Regions from separate parts of the Mus musculus genome. Here all the other regions are linked to region 4. A link is a contact called in public HiChIP or PLAC-seq, Micro-C and promoter capture Hi-C data. All regions are on one chromosome and are shown on one strand. Each heading gives the region's core, a stretch centred on a gene start, on an enhancer-like site or on the middle of the called end of the contact. The rest is flanking DNA. Distances are from core to core; before and after follow the strand shown. Region 1 holds the start of H2-Ab1 (histocompatibility 2, class II antigen A, beta 1). Region 2 holds the start of Sapcd1 (suppressor APC domain containing 1). Region 3 holds the start of Bag6 (BCL2-associated athanogene 6). Region 4 holds the start of Tnxb (tenascin XB). Region 5 holds the start of Tap2 (transporter 2, ATP-binding cassette, sub-family B (MDR/TAP)).

The links. Promoter capture Hi-C pulls out the DNA fragments that hold promoters and counts their contacts. A called contact is a pair of places that touch in the nucleus more often than the background predicts. HiChIP or PLAC-seq counts read pairs in DNA pulled down with a chosen protein or histone mark.
Region 1: a contact with region 4 is called in a promoter capture Hi-C map of embryonic stem cells. The contact joins the promoter of H2-Ab1 here to the promoter of Tnxb in region 4. A contact is called at or near these places in 4 of 39 promoter capture datasets (cranial neural crest, embryonic stem cells, second pharyngeal arch cranial neural crest and 1 more), 4 of 484 Hi-C or Micro-C datasets (the N1E-115 cell line and embryonic stem cells), 1 of 115 datasets of contacts at active chromatin or transcription factors (embryonic stem cells) and 1 of 9 other capture datasets (embryonic stem cells).
Region 2: a promoter capture Hi-C map of liver shows a contact between it and region 4, with 3 times the contacts expected there. The contact joins the promoter of Sapcd1 here to the promoter of Tnxb in region 4. A contact is called at or near these places in 2 of 39 promoter capture datasets (both in liver) and 1 of 115 datasets of contacts at active chromatin or transcription factors (pancreatic cancer cells).
Region 3: an H3K4me3 HiChIP or PLAC-seq map of bone marrow-derived macrophages shows a contact between it and region 4, with 3 times the contacts expected there. The contact joins the promoter of Bag6 here to the promoter of Tnxb in region 4. A contact is called at or near these places in 3 of 39 promoter capture datasets (embryonic stem cells, hippocampal neurons and liver), 1 of 484 Hi-C or Micro-C datasets (embryonic stem cells) and 2 of 115 datasets of contacts at active chromatin or transcription factors (bone marrow-derived macrophages and pancreatic cancer cells).
Region 5: a contact with region 4 is called in a Micro-C map of embryonic stem cells. The contact joins the promoter of Tap2 here to the promoter of Tnxb in region 4. A contact is called at or near these places in 5 of 39 promoter capture datasets (cranial neural crest, embryonic stem cells and stem cell-derived epiblast-like cells), 1 of 484 Hi-C or Micro-C datasets (embryonic stem cells) and 1 of 9 other capture datasets (adipose tissue).

What each region holds. Positions count from the first base shown.
Region 1 is chr17:34,261,826-34,264,525 of GRCm38.p6, reverse strand. It overlaps H2-Ab1 (histocompatibility 2, class II antigen A, beta 1), which reads right to left and starts at 1,299. Exons shown (of 6, transcript NM_207105.3): 1 at 1,121-1,299. The coding sequence starts at 1,214.
Region 2 is chr17:35,026,738-35,029,437 of GRCm38.p6, reverse strand. It overlaps Sapcd1 (suppressor APC domain containing 1), which reads left to right and starts at 1,422. Exons shown (of 4, transcript NM_023893.4): 1 at 1,422-1,641; 2 at 1,854-1,994; 3 at 2,652-2,700. The coding sequence starts at 1,528. Msh5 (mutS homolog 5) reads left to right here. Exons shown (of 25, transcript NM_001146215.2): 24 at 169-242; 25 at 586-833. The coding sequence ends at 697. It overlaps Gm52318 (a long non-coding RNA gene), which reads right to left and starts at 1,890. Exons shown (of 2, transcript XR_003952415.1): 1 at 1,802-1,890. It overlaps Vwa7 (von Willebrand factor A domain containing 7), which reads right to left. Exons shown (of 17, transcript NM_138582.1): 17 at 2,697-2,700.
Region 3 is chr17:35,134,192-35,136,891 of GRCm38.p6, reverse strand. Bag6 (BCL2-associated athanogene 6) reads right to left here and starts at 1,392. Exons shown (of 26, transcript NM_001372261.1): 1 at 1,264-1,392; 2 at 657-777. The coding sequence starts at 764.
Region 4 is chr17:34,669,123-34,671,822 of GRCm38.p6, reverse strand. Tnxb (tenascin XB) reads right to left here and starts at 1,288. Exons shown (of 33, transcript NM_031176.2): 1 at 919-1,288; 2 at 1-768. The coding sequence starts at 1,288.
Region 5 is chr17:34,203,155-34,205,854 of GRCm38.p6, reverse strand. Tap2 (transporter 2, ATP-binding cassette, sub-family B (MDR/TAP)) reads right to left here and starts at 1,376. Exons shown (of 12, transcript NM_011530.3): 1 at 1,232-1,376; 2 at 71-568. The coding sequence starts at 560.

The DNA of each region.
Region 1 (2,700 bases), core at 50-2,549, 410 kb after region 4:
GGCGACCGGGCTCGTCCTCACAAGAATACGCCTCAGGAAACGCAAACGGTACTTGGTACATTTGAAAAAAAAAATAATAATAAAACTAAGGGACACCAAAAGTTGGGTGGTAGAGGGGGGGGGATGGGCCTGGGTAGAGTTGGAAGAGGGAGTAAATATGACCAAAACTGTACGAAATTCTCAGCGAACTAATAAAACTAGGATACAAAAAATAAATAAAATATTTGCCAGTTTCTGCTACCCCACCCCCACCCTGTGGGACTCTCTCCTGTGTGCAAAAGGCCCTGACCCCCTAGGGGGCACTCGTTCTCAGGAGAGCCCCGACTACAAAACCAACAAATGGGAATCCAGGCAACCTCTGAGAACTGCCTGCTTGCACGGTCACTCCAGGCATCTTAAGGGTAACTGCGAGACTGAAGACACCTCTATGGCTTAGGGGACTGGGGCTTTATTTACTCTCTGGTCTCCGAACGAACTAGGACACCTCCGCTCACCCCAGGGTATGTATCACATATGTCCCTTCTGGGCCTAGTGTTTTCTTGGAAATTCAATTTACTAACTCAGTGTTTGAGTTCTGGATTCCATTTGACCAAAAAAATTAGGTTTCTTGGTCACTGGCTTCTCTCTGAGTTAGACGCCTAGAGTTCGCTCTCTTAAACCTCCACTCCACATGAGGAGTTGTCCGCAAACATCGGGACCACAGACCATCGCTGATCTGTTTCCCCACTTCAGAATCTGGCATTTCCTCCAGACAATGTACGGGGTGGGGGTGGGGGGCACTGGTATTGTAAGCCCTGTACGGGGGAGTGGGTGGGGGCACTGGTATTGTAAGCCCTGCTGTCTCCCCATGCACAACCCTTATCTTTGGTGGTCGATTTAAATTCTGCCGCCTCCTCCTCCTCCTCCGTTTATATGTCAGGCTCGCACCGGCGGCGGCACCATCCTAACTCAATATTAGAACACAGAAGTGAGAATGGAGTCTCACTCTCTCTTCAGAGAAAGGAAATCTATAGTAAAATCAGGATTTTGCCACCCCCTCCCACATCCCAGAGTCCCCAGGGTCCCTCAGAACACGACCCCCAGAGTGCTGGCTCTGGAGAGCCCTGCCCCCGGCACTTACTTTCGGAGTCTCCGCCCTCAGTCCCTGGGCTGCTCAGCACCATCAGCACCACCACAGCAGCCGAGAGGAGGAGGCTGGGGATCTGCAGAGCCATCTCTAAGGCACAGGTAATGGCAGTCACCAGGACTCACACCTGCTGTGCCCCCTTCAGAAAGCAAAGTTCTGTAGCCTGGAGTGATCTGAAATCCCAGAGTGTCAGGGTTGGTCCCAAGTGAGGAACCAATCAGCATTGGAGCTGAAGTCTGTCATCTGTCTCTGGGTAGACTTTGTTTACAAAGGCTCTCTATGCGCGGCATGGTCTGTTTCTTCATGAGCCCCACTGGATGAACGTTTGAGGTGACTGCTCCTCTCAGTTACAGAGTAAACTTTTCTAAACTGCAGACTGCCTGTGTTTGGGGGTTTAAAGAGAAAAGTGCGTGAAGTATAGACAACTTTGGGATAATTATTTCAAATCTACTGTTCTTACACTTGAGGTTGTAGTGGGAGAAATGAGTGTGACATGTATTAAGAGACAGAGAAATCATGTTTTGTTACATCTGACCCTCTGGGGTGCCTCAGGTGAGAAAGCAGAGTTCTTGGGGAGTCGCTGAGCCTCTTTCCAATCCTGGAATTCTCTTTGTAAAATGCAAGCCATGTTCCCTGAACTGTATTCTAGGTTTTGATAAGCTCACATGGAAGAGCAGTGTGATGTGGTTAATAATGGAAAGCATTGAGCTGTCCTGTGTACATGTTGGAAATGTCAGGTTAATGTGTGTCTCAGCCCTGCTGGCTCATGCACCTTCCCCATGCAGGAGTCTTCTACATTCACGATATTCCAATGAAAATACAGAAGTTGATCAGCCCAACGTTGCTCTTGTGGATTCTTCTGCTGTTTAAATCCTCCATAACCATGATGTCAGCTAAGGAAAACTCCACAACCTTTTAGGGCTTCCAGATCCAGCTGCCTGGAATTTCAAGGACAAAAGGCTAATGGTGTAAAATAGCAGTTTCAGGAAGGGACAGCCATAGGTTTGTCACACTGTGCCAGGCTGAATAACAGAGTCATCAACTTGTGCTTCAAATACATCTCTCCTCAGGTATACACTACTAAGTCTAATTGTCCATCAGCTGGAATGGTACCTGACAAATACCAAATGACTAAACAATAAGTCTCTTTCCCTGAAACTACAACACTATCTCTATTATTTTAGATCCTAGTTAAACAGGGGTCAGGACCTGAAAACAGAGTTGATGAAGGAAAAGGGAAAGACGTAGAGTTGGGTAACAAGACCATCCCGTGGGGGCTCCAGCAGCGCAGGTGAACTGCAGCATTCCAGGGTCCACACTGGCACCCTGATGTAGAGAACCAGAGAGGGACCGCACTGGGCTCTCACCATCAGCTCTGCTCAGGACAGACACAGATCTCCTAAGCCTAGGCAGGGAGCATGCAGGAGAAACATCAACTCAGATGTGGAAAGGGTTAGCAGACAAACATGGCCATTCAGGGACCATGGCAGTGGATGCTCTCAGGGTCCTCAGCCCCCACGTCAGACCTCCACACAATAATCTGCAGCCTCTGCCTCTTCTACACCTTCCCTAAG
Region 2 (2,700 bases), core at 173-2,672, 360 kb before region 4:
CCCAGGTTCTCTGAGAGAGCAGTCAGTGCTCTTAGCTGCTGAGGCATCTCTGCACCCTCTTTCCTGTTCCTCTTGAAACTCTGGACTTGTAGGCCCACAGGACTTCTGACCCTCATTTCCCCTCTTCCCTAACGTCCTCACCCCATCCTCCCTGTGCCTCTGTGCTAGGTCTCAGACTTGATCCGCAGTGGGAAACCCATCAAGGCCACGAATGAGCTTCTGAGGAGGAACCAAATGGAAAAGTGAGTGGGGCCTGCCATGCTCCCCACAGCTCCTGTGTTCTCCCTCACCTGGCCCCAGCCATCTTTCTGCAGCCCCGTGCTCTCTTCCTCCTCCTCCTCCTCCTCCTTCTCCTCACCAAGTCAGGTGTGGCACGGGCACGTGCCTGTAAGCCTGGTGTTCAAGGCCAGCCTGAGCTACATAGCAAGACCTTGTCAGAAAACGACAAACAAAACCAACTCAGTATCCATGGCTGCTTTTGAAACGCTTGGCTCTCCAAGGCTGCAGTTTCCCGCACAGACCCTCCCCTCTGTCTGCATAGGGAGTTGGCGACCCAGCAGCCACACTGTTCTGTCTCTCCTGCAGCTGCCAGGCACTGGTGGATACGTTTCTAAAACTGGACTTGGAGGATCCCACCCTGGACCTGGACATTTTCATTAGTCAGGAAGTGCTGCCCGCTGCTCCCACCATCCTCTGAGAGTCCTCCCTCGCCTCCCAGCTACCTGAGCCCCGGGGCCTACCATGCCTTTTCGGGTTTTTTTTTTTCCCTTACTGCAGAGTTCTCAGTTTGCACATTGTGTCTTGTGCTAGGAATAAAGCTTATTTTAGATCAAGGTGTTTCCTTAGGTCACCCAACAGGACATCAGCTGGGACAGGGGGAAGTCACTCAAATATAGTGACAGTTGGGCTGGGCAGATGCTCAGTGATTAGAGGCACTGACTGCTCTTGCAGAGAAAGTGGCTTTGGTTCCAAGAACCACATGGTGGGTCACATCTGTGTGTCACTCCAGTTCCAAGGGATCTTACACCCTCTTCTAGTCTCAGGGGCTCTGGGACACATGGAATACACATAAGCTCATGGACACACACATACACATAAACTAACAAGTAGATAATTACATTTAGTCAGGAATGGTGGTATAAATAAATAAATGCAGGTACGATGGTGCAGACCTTTAATTCTACCACTGGGAAGACAAAGGCAGGTGGAGCTCTGAGTTTGAGGCCAGCCTGGTCTATATAGTGAGTTCCAGGCTAGCTAGGCTACACAGGGAGACCCTGACTCTAAATAAAACTTTAAATAAATTTAGATTCTGTCCTTGGGACTCAATGAGGACAAGCTACTTCCAACAGACTATACAAAACAAAAACCACAAAAACAAAAATGAAGGTTGACACACAGTTTAAGGGAAGCTATCTGTTGCCTTAAGAATTATCCTGGCCTCACAGGCTGAAAGACAAGGCAGGATGGGTAGAAGATGGGTTGGGGAGGGACCAGCCCCGGCTCCGCCCTTCCTACTTTAGAGCCATGGAGAGCCCAGGTCCTGGTGGGCCACCCCTGGTGCAAGCGCCCTACACTGTTCTGCTGCTACCACTGGGGACAAGCCGCCAAGACCCAGGAGCCCAGAACTTCTTCCTCTGGGTGAGTGCGAGACCAACTCAGTCTTGGGACATCCCCTCCCATGATGTACCCTGCATATATTTCCTCTCAACTGAGGACCCACAGACTTTCCCTCTGTATTCCTTTGTTATTCAAATCCTTAGTGATCAGATAGTGAGCCCTTTAGAGGAGATTGCCATACCTAGGGTCCTGCTGGGAGTGAGTCGTTTTGGCCTGTGTCTCCTCTAAGCCAGCTGCAGATGATGCAGGCTCTGGAGAGGGAACAAGATGCTCTGTGGCAGGGCCTGGAGCTGCTGGAGCATGGCCAGGCCTGGTTCGCAGACCGGCTGAGGGAGACCCAGCAACGGCAGCTGCAGCTGGGGGCCCTTGGCGAGGTAGGGGGCAGCCATCTGTGCACGGGCTGGGGAGGGAGAAGCAGGGAGCACGTGGACCTCAAAGGCTGCTCTGGGAAGGGGAGGGTTAACGGGCAGGGCACATGAACTGGAATAGCATTGGAAATGACAGGACAGCCACCAGTGTTCATTGTGCTGGAAGAAGTGGTCTGCATTCCATTCAGAGGGACTCCATCTGAGCACCCCACAGAGAATCAGAGAGTGGCCTGGGTGTCTCTCACTGGGCGGGGGGGGGGGGGGGGGGAGAAGACCCATAAGGAACAGGAGTGGGGGTGGGGTTCCAGGGTGGGGGTGGGGTTCCAGGTAGTTTGAAAGGAACTGACTGCAATTTTAAGAGATGGAGGTGGAGTGGTGGCCCACGCCTTTAATCCCGGCACTTGGGAGGCAGAGGCAGGCAGATTTCTGAGTTCGAGGCCAGCCTGGTCTACAGAGTGAGTTCCAGGACAGCCAGGGCTACAGAGAAACCCTGTCTCCAAAAACCAAAAAAAAAAAAAGATGGAGGTGGAGAGAGAGGGCTGGCCTTTCCATCTGTCTGGAAGGGTTCTGGGAGAAGGGAATCTGATGAGAAGAGTGGCCCGTGGTGAGGAAGTGGCAGGAGGACCTGTCTCCAGCACTCGGTCACCCTCCAACCCTGCCTAGGACTTTCTGATGGACTTGCATTCAGAGACTGATGCCCCTCTGCTAACCC
Region 3 (2,700 bases), core at 143-2,642, 460 kb before region 4:
AGGCCAAAGTTAGCCTGGGCTATAGGAGATCCTGTGCCCACCTCCCGGAAAGACATTAAGTAATTCTTGGTAGGGCCAAATTAACTATCACATGTACCTACAGACAAAAGTCTATGTGGCTTTTTAAATATCTGCTTTAAAAACCACAAAAATGACCTCCTCATGGTGGTTGTCTCAAAGAATTATGCAGTGGCCACAGTGCACTAAGGTCAGGAGGCTCAAACCATGCCTCAGCTATTGACAAGTCTACTTCACAGTGGATGAAAGCAGGTTTCCTTAATCTTATAAAAATAGTACCAAGCTGTGAACACTCTGTTTAAAAAAAAAAAAAAAAAACCCACACCAAACTTGTCTGAGGTCCCTGTGACACACCATTCTTGTCCAAGGTGCCCCCTGTGTTGTGTCTGGTCCCAAAGGCCAGAGTCATGTCTGTCTCTTTGGGCTGGGGTCTGCACAGAACAGGTATAGATCCCTCCTCTCTACTTTCCTCTTCACTGAGTTCTGTCAAAGTGAAGACAGACTCCAAATCGGCCTCACTCAACAGTAACCACATCCCCTCACTCAATAGGTACATCAGATGTCCTATCCAGTAAGGGACAAAAGAGTCAATGACAAGAAAATCAGGCGCATCCTTCTACAAAGTACTGGTGTCTCACCTGGGCCCCCACAATAAAAGTCCGAGTCTGAGAGTCCAGGGTCTTCACCAGTACCTCCAGGCTGTCAGGCTCCTCCATAGCGGTACTGGCACTATCACTCGGCTCCATGGCCGACAGCTCTCTAAAGAAGAACGAGGGGGGGGGGTTCGCTGTCGGTCGCACTGTATTTTATACACCCGGAAGCCTCTCTGGACCCAATCTCCGCCCCAATCCCTTCAAAGTTTCTCATACACAAGCAGATATATTCATCCTCCTTCTCATCCCCCCTTTTTGATTCGGGGGCACAGGAACAGAAACACAAAGGGTAGGAGATCGACGGCATAGGGAGATGAAGGACGAGAGGTGGGAGGGGCTCCACCATGCCAATCACAATAGGGAGAGCCAGTTGGGCTAGGAATCAGGGAAGCAAGCACGAGACCGACCAGAGGCCAGTGTCATCACCGGTCGCGACCGAGCAAGCGCCCGAGAGATCGGGAAATCCTAGGACAACGCGAGGGGTGGGGGGAGGGTCGCGCTAGACTCGGCAGAGAAAAGTGGCTTCGCGCACGCGCAGCACCACAATCGAACCCGCCTAAATCACCACCGACCCAAGACCGCGGACACTCACGGGAGGCTGGACGGGCTCGCTGACCGCCCCCGCCTTCCGCCTCCGCCTCTCCTCGGTATTCCAGCAACACGACTTAACCAACACGCGACCAAACACATACAAACACACATACACAGCCCACCACCCTGTGGCTCCGCCCCCGACGTCCCCACGGTACCGTCACTTCCGGTCTCCCCCAACCTGGCACCAAGGGCCACTTCCGTTTCCCCGATCGTATTTGGGGGGATCTCGAGGCGGTACTTCCGGCTCCCCCAGTCTCCCCCGATTTACTTTCGTGGGGCACGATGAGAAAGTCCACAGCCCCGAACAGTGAGTTTCTGGGGGGCGAGACGGGCCCGGGCCGGCCGAGATGGGAGGGAGCCGACCACCCGGAGGAGCCGCCGCCGCCGCCGTCGTCGCCCGGGGGACCGCACTGCGCCTGCGTGAGCGGCGCCACGCGTGCGCACACTCTAAGTACTTCCCCGCCCCCCTCCGGCTATGTGCGTTTCTTCCCTGCGCGCGCCAGAGTGCAACCGGACCGGGGTGGCTACTGGAAACGCCTAAAGAAAAATGACTGAGTGAGATGCTGTAATTTCCTCGAGAAAAATTGTGAGACTTGTGTGGAGTGCACCTCGTTAATCAACGTCCCATCTTGATGGTCAGAGACGTTTACAGGCACAATTCTAACTACCTAAAACTCTGCAAGACCTCTGGTCCTCCCATCATTTCTGTTCTTCCGGAAGCCACTCTTTTTCGTGGACGGCTGGTGGCGTTCCGCGGGCTGTGTTTGCTTGTGCCCGACTCTAGTTCCTGGCGGGATTAGGCCGGTTGGGCTCTTTGCAGACTTTGAGCATCCTGTTTATTGAGATCTCCGAGGGAGTGCCATGTTTAAGGATAAAAAAAAATTCTATTGCATTTTTTGGTTTTGAGACATTTCTGCTGCTTTTTAAGAGCTTTGTAGAAAAAAAGAAAGAAAAGAGAACGGGTGCCTTGCGGATCAGATTAAAGGACAAGACTTTAAGAAGGGACCAAGGGAATGGAGAGATGGCTCAAGAGATGAAGAGCACTGTCTGCTCTTCCAGAGGTCCTGAGTTCAATTCCCAGCAACTACATGGTGGCTCACAACCATCCGTAATGAGATCTGACACCCTCTTCTGGTGTGTCTGAAGACAGCGACAGTGTACTCACATACATAAAATAAATAAATCTTTAAAAAAGGAAAAGAAAAGCCGGGCGTGGTGGTGCACACCTTTAATCCCAGCACTTGGGAGGCAGAGGCAGGCGGATTTCTGAGTTCGAGGCCAGCCTGGTCTACAAAGTGAGTTCAAGGACAGCCAGGGCTACACAGAGAAACCCTGTCTCAAAAACAAACAAATAAAATAAAATAAATAAAATAAAATAAAATAAAATAGAAAAGAAAAGAAGGAAGAAAAAGAAAGGGGATTGAAAGGCCCACCG
Region 4 (2,700 bases), core at 39-2,538:
CTGCGTCACAGATACATTCCCCGTCCTCGCAGCGGCCCCGGCCACGGCAGTCACGCGGGCACGTCCGCGTGCTACAGTCTTCGCCCGAGTACCCGGGCCAGCACACGCAGCGACCGTCCACGCAGCGCCCTCCGTCGCCACAGTCCCATGGGCAGGTCCTCATGCTGCAATCTTCGCCACTATAGCCGGGATCGCACACACAGCGGCCGTCCTCGCAGCGACCCCTCTGGCTGCAGCCCCTGGGACAGTTCCGCACCCCACAGTCCTCGCCAGAGTAGCCGGGGTTGCACACGCAGAGGCCGTTCTCGCAGCGGCCTCTTTGGCTGCATCCCCTGGGACAGCTCCGCACCCCACAGTCCTCACCGGAGTAGCCGGGGTCACACACGCAGCGTCCTTCCTCGCAGCGTCCTCTCTGGTTGCAGTTGCGAGGGCAAGAGCGCTGGCTGCAGTCAGGGCCTGAGAAGCCCGCGCGACACACGCACACGCCCTTCACGCAGCGCCCGCGCCCCTGACAATCTCCAGGGCAAGAGGGCCAGCTACAGCTGGGGCCACTGTAGCCGGGGAAGCACACGCAGCGTCCTCGGACGCAGCGTCCCTGGTCGTTGCAGTCTTCGGGACAGGACTTGGAGGGCGGCGATGAGGTGGGCGTCTTTGTGTCCGTAGGGTCTGAGCAGGTGGGTCCACCCCAGCCAGGCTCACAGGAACAGGCGCAGCGGCTCAGGTCAAAGACACCGTGGAGGCTGCAGAGGCTGCGCACGTCAGTCTGGCCTGGAGCAATAAGAAGTGAGACCCAGCCCGTGTAAGTGTCCTATGGACATCTTATTTTCAAAAGGTCATTTTAGCTCCTAGTTGCTTGGCGATTCTCCCATCCCCACCCTCTTTCCCCCCCCCTCCTCCCCCACCCCACCAGCGGCTCACCTGTGCCAGCTTGGGCCGCAGTGGGACAGCATCCTCCTGTGCAGTGCTCCTTAAGCCCTTTTACCAGCTCCTCCAGGATCTCCAGGCGGACCCTCAGGGCCTGCACCTCTGAAGCAGGCACCGGGGGCTCAGAGCCCGGGGGACAGCCGCAGCCGGCTGACGGGGGCAGGTTAATGCGATGGGTGAACACCACCTGCTTCTCTCCTCCTTCCACAGTATGCTCGTACAGCTGAGAAGAAGGACCACCGGGCTTGGGAGGGGGCCGTGGGGCCGGAAGTGTCACATTAGACCGAGGAGAGAATGGGCCTGCTCTGGCTAAGCCAAGCAACACCAGGATGGTCAGAATAGACGGGGTGCACTGAGCTGCCATGGTTCAGAAGGCTGGGGGGAGGGGGGGGAAAAACACCCGTGTGAGAACTGACTCAGTAAAGGTCAGTTCCCCTCATCTCCAGCACACATCAGCAGAACACCTACTGGCAACAAACTCAGCTCACACATGGATGAAAATCCAAAGCTGAAGAAGGGCCTCTCTGGGCAGATCTGGTCTGTCTCTTTCTGATGTCGTCTGCTCACTGTCTTCCCTCCTTCACCGTGTTCCTCTCACCGATACTATGCTCCAAACCCATCTTCTGTTTGCTCTGCAAAGACTACCCTAAGGCCTCTGTGCTTTGCCCCCTCTGTCTAGAATGCTCTTTTTGACGCCTACAAGCTGACATCTTAACAGTTCTGCCCTTACTCAGGCCATCCTCATGTCGGGCAGAGCCGCTTGTCCCCACCCTCCCAATCACAGAGGCCCGCCCACGCTCCACATAGCACTCAGCATCCCATGAGAACAGGTACCTCGCCTGACCCCACTCTGCTGCATGTGCTTAGCATGAAAAGTTGCTGGATAAGGTTGGTGCCAACACGTCTGTGCCAAGGGAGTCTGGCCGATGAGTACAGAGGCCATGGCCTTCCCCAAACACCTGGACCAGCTCCCCAGTGCCCAGTGCACAGCCTGACAGACTCCTGTAGGGGTGAGAGTGAGTCCATCCCACTCCTTTCTCTACCCTTCCCCCTCCCCCCTCCTCTTCCTCTTCTCCTCTTCCTCTTCCTCCCCTCCTCCTCATTCTCTTCCTCTTCTTCTCCTCCTTCTCTTCCTCTTCCTCCTCCTCCCCTCCACCTTCTTTTCACCTCCTTCCTCCTCTTCCTCCTCCTCTTCTTCCTCCTCCTCTTCTTCCTCCTCTTCTCCCTTCTCCTCTTCTTCCTCTTCTCCCTCCTCCTCTTCTTCCTTCTCCTCTTCTTCCTCTCTCTCTTCCTCCTTCTCCTTCTCTTTCTTTAATGCAGGTCTCCTGTAGCTCAGGCTAGCTTCACATCCACTATGCAGCCCAGGATGGCCTTGAACTTTTGATCATCCTGTCTCTACCTCCGCAAAGCCAAGATGACCAGCAGACACCACTATGCTCAGCCAACAATCACTTTTTTGTTTGTTTGGTTGGTTGGTTAGTTGGTTGGTTAGTTTTTTGTTTCTCTGTGTAGTGCTGACTGTCCTGGAACTTTCTTTGTAGACCCGGCCTGCCTCAAACTCAAAGATCTACCTGCCTCTGCCTCCTGAGTGCTGGGGTCAAAGGTATGCACCACCACACCCATCTTGCCTTTTAATTTTTAAAAAATTCTTCTCTCATACATTTCATCTCACCCACAGCCTCCCTTCCCTCCACCCCTCCCAGTCCTTCCCGCCTCCCCTCTCCCCCAGATCCACTCCTCCATTTCCCTTCAGAAAAGAGCAGACATTCCAGGGAT
Region 5 (2,700 bases), core at 127-2,626, 470 kb after region 4:
AAGATAAGGAGGCTGTGCCCTGGCAAGGCCCTTCTCCCACCTCCCTCTCACAGTGGTCTCTTCCTCTCACCCCACACAGCCACCACAAGGAAGAAGAAGGCAGCTATGAGGAAAGGCAGGTCCGGCCTGGACAGCTTCAGCAACCGCTTCATCAGTGTTCTGTTCTCCTGGCCTGGTTCCTTCTCCTGGACTCCAGCCGGGCTCAGCACAGCCCACACGGCCCAGCTCAGCGCAACAGCCCCATAGCCAGCCAGCAGCCAGCCCCAAGAGGCAGAAGCCACTCGGACTACTGAGGTGCTCGCGGTGCCTCCCACCAGAGCTCTTAGCGAGAAAAACAGGGGAGTGGCAAGGCAGAGCAAGGGCAGAAGGGTCCCCACAAGTCCCAGCAGCTCTCCCACTTTTAGCAGTCCCCACAGCACTCCAAGTCGCAGGGTGCCCTCTATCCAGAGTCCTGGCAGCCCCTGGGGAAGCAGATTTCCCAGAGATCCTTGTAGCAACCCAAGTAAAGCCATGTCCGCCAGCAGCAGAGAGACCCAGGGCCTCAGGTAGGACAGCGCCATGGTGGGTTCTGCGGAAAGAAAGGGAGAAATGAGGTCTGTGGAGTTCCAACCCTGGTTACGAGCCTCCTGCCCCAAATCCACCCTGAGGCTTCTTGTTCACCGGAAAGACCCCCTCCTAGATAAGTCTCTCCTAGGACTGACTGTCTGACGGAGCTGGGAAGGCTGCATTATTCTCACACACAGTCACACAGACACACAGACACTCAGACACACAGCACGGGGGTGGGGGTGGGGGAGGGGGCGGTCTGCTGCCACCACATCCATCTCCCTGAAGTTTGTTGGTGTTAGCCCAAGAAGACACACTGCCCCCATTCCTCGGGTCTTTAAGAGCCAGGAGACCCGGTGCAGGGGCGGGATGCGGGTGGGTTCGGTAGCCTTAGATGGCTTGGGACAGAAGGTTCTGAGTAGGGGCGCTGGGCCGGCGGCGCCCGACGGAAGACCGGGGACGCAGGGCAAGGGGGTGGGGCAGAGGACCTTGGGCAAGGGGTGAGGGACAGGGGACCTGGGACACTGGGTGGGGCAGGGGCACGGAGCAGAGGACACGGGGCAGGGAGTAAGCGGCAGAAGACCCAAGACAGGGGACGAGGAGTGGGGAACCGGATGATGACGCCAAGGGTTTGGGAATGGGCCGCACTCCTGCTAACTCTCGGGTTCTATCCAAAAGAACTCACCTGCGGCTGCGGAGCGGCAGCTCAGGAGAGCTTCTGGAATCTGCTTCTTCTCAAACTGGATCTCCTGGGTGCGCAGCGACGCCCTCGCGGGGAGCGCGCCTGGGTCCCGCGGCTTTCGCTTTCACTTCACTGCCGTGGTCGCGGTGCTGCGCACAGCCGCCAGCAGATGGCGCCTGTCAATTTGCGGGTGGGTTGAGCGCCCCAGGTTCCCAAAAAGGCTCGCCCTCCAAGGCCGCTACTAGCAAAACTCTTGAGGGTCTGAGATGCTTTGAAAAGGAAAAAAAAACAAAAACAAAAACAAAAAAAAACAAAACAAACAAAAAAAAAAAACGAAAAAACCCTGCATTTCTCCGACCTCCGAGCATGTTTTAAGAAGCGCCGGTTAAACTGGGACTATAGTTCAGATGTTGAGAAAACTTGCCTGAGCCCAGGGTTCGCTGCCAGTAGGTTTGAGGAAGGGGAAAGAGGAGGAGGAGTAAAGGGCAGAAAAGAGCATAGGAGAAGGAGAAAGGCGAGGGAAGAGAATGGTCGTGGACGGAAGGAAGGGGAGGGAGGAAAATGGAGGAGGGAGTGACTTCAGGTCCCTCCCAGTCAGCAGACCACACAGGTGTCCCACCTTTGGAAAAAGGAAGAGAGGAGAGAGAAGGACGGAGGGTGGAAGAGAAGAGAGGCTTGAGGGCTTGTTTGTTTTTCCAGGTAAGCTCAAGAGTTGGGGTCTGGGGTAAAACTAGGGCTTACAAGAAGGCCTCAGCTCCTATCAGCAGGCCAAAGGTTCCCTTTCACAGATTTTGAACCCAGAGGCTCTGGCCCTTTGTCCTCAGACTTTCTTCGCAGCACACCGCACTTGCAGTGAGGGCCCTGGGTCAGTGCCAGGGCCTGCTGCTTGTGAGGTAGTCAGAGTAGGCTGTAGGCTAACACCATCAAAGAGGGAACCCGGCCTCCTCCCCAGAGCCCAGTTCATTGCGGAAATCACCCTTCTGGGCTCCAGGGAAGAGCCCTCACAGAGCATGGTGAGGCACCAGGTTCCATTCTCAGACATGAAAATCAACCATGCTGCTCATCACCACACCCCACCACCAGGGCACTACAAGGAGAAATGACTCTGCGGGCTGAAACTACCTATAAAGGAAAAAAAATCCCCTTAGACATGCTGGTGTGACTACCCATGAGTCACTTGAAGGTCAAATGTTGAGGGCGGGGGGGGGGCTGGGGGTGGCCTTAAAGCAGGCCTACATGGCTATGCCTATCTCTCTGGACTTTAGGGCTACCCCAGGTGGAGAAGGCTCCCATCTGGCTGTCTGGATCTCAGAGTCCTCTAACCCCTGACCTGGCTCTTGACCACTCCTGCACGGAGCACTCATGCGCTGAACTCTCCTGCCCTGAGCACTCCTGCACTGAGCACTGCTACACTGAGCACTCCTGCACTCAGCACTCCTACACCAAACACTCTGTACTGAGTACTCTTGTCC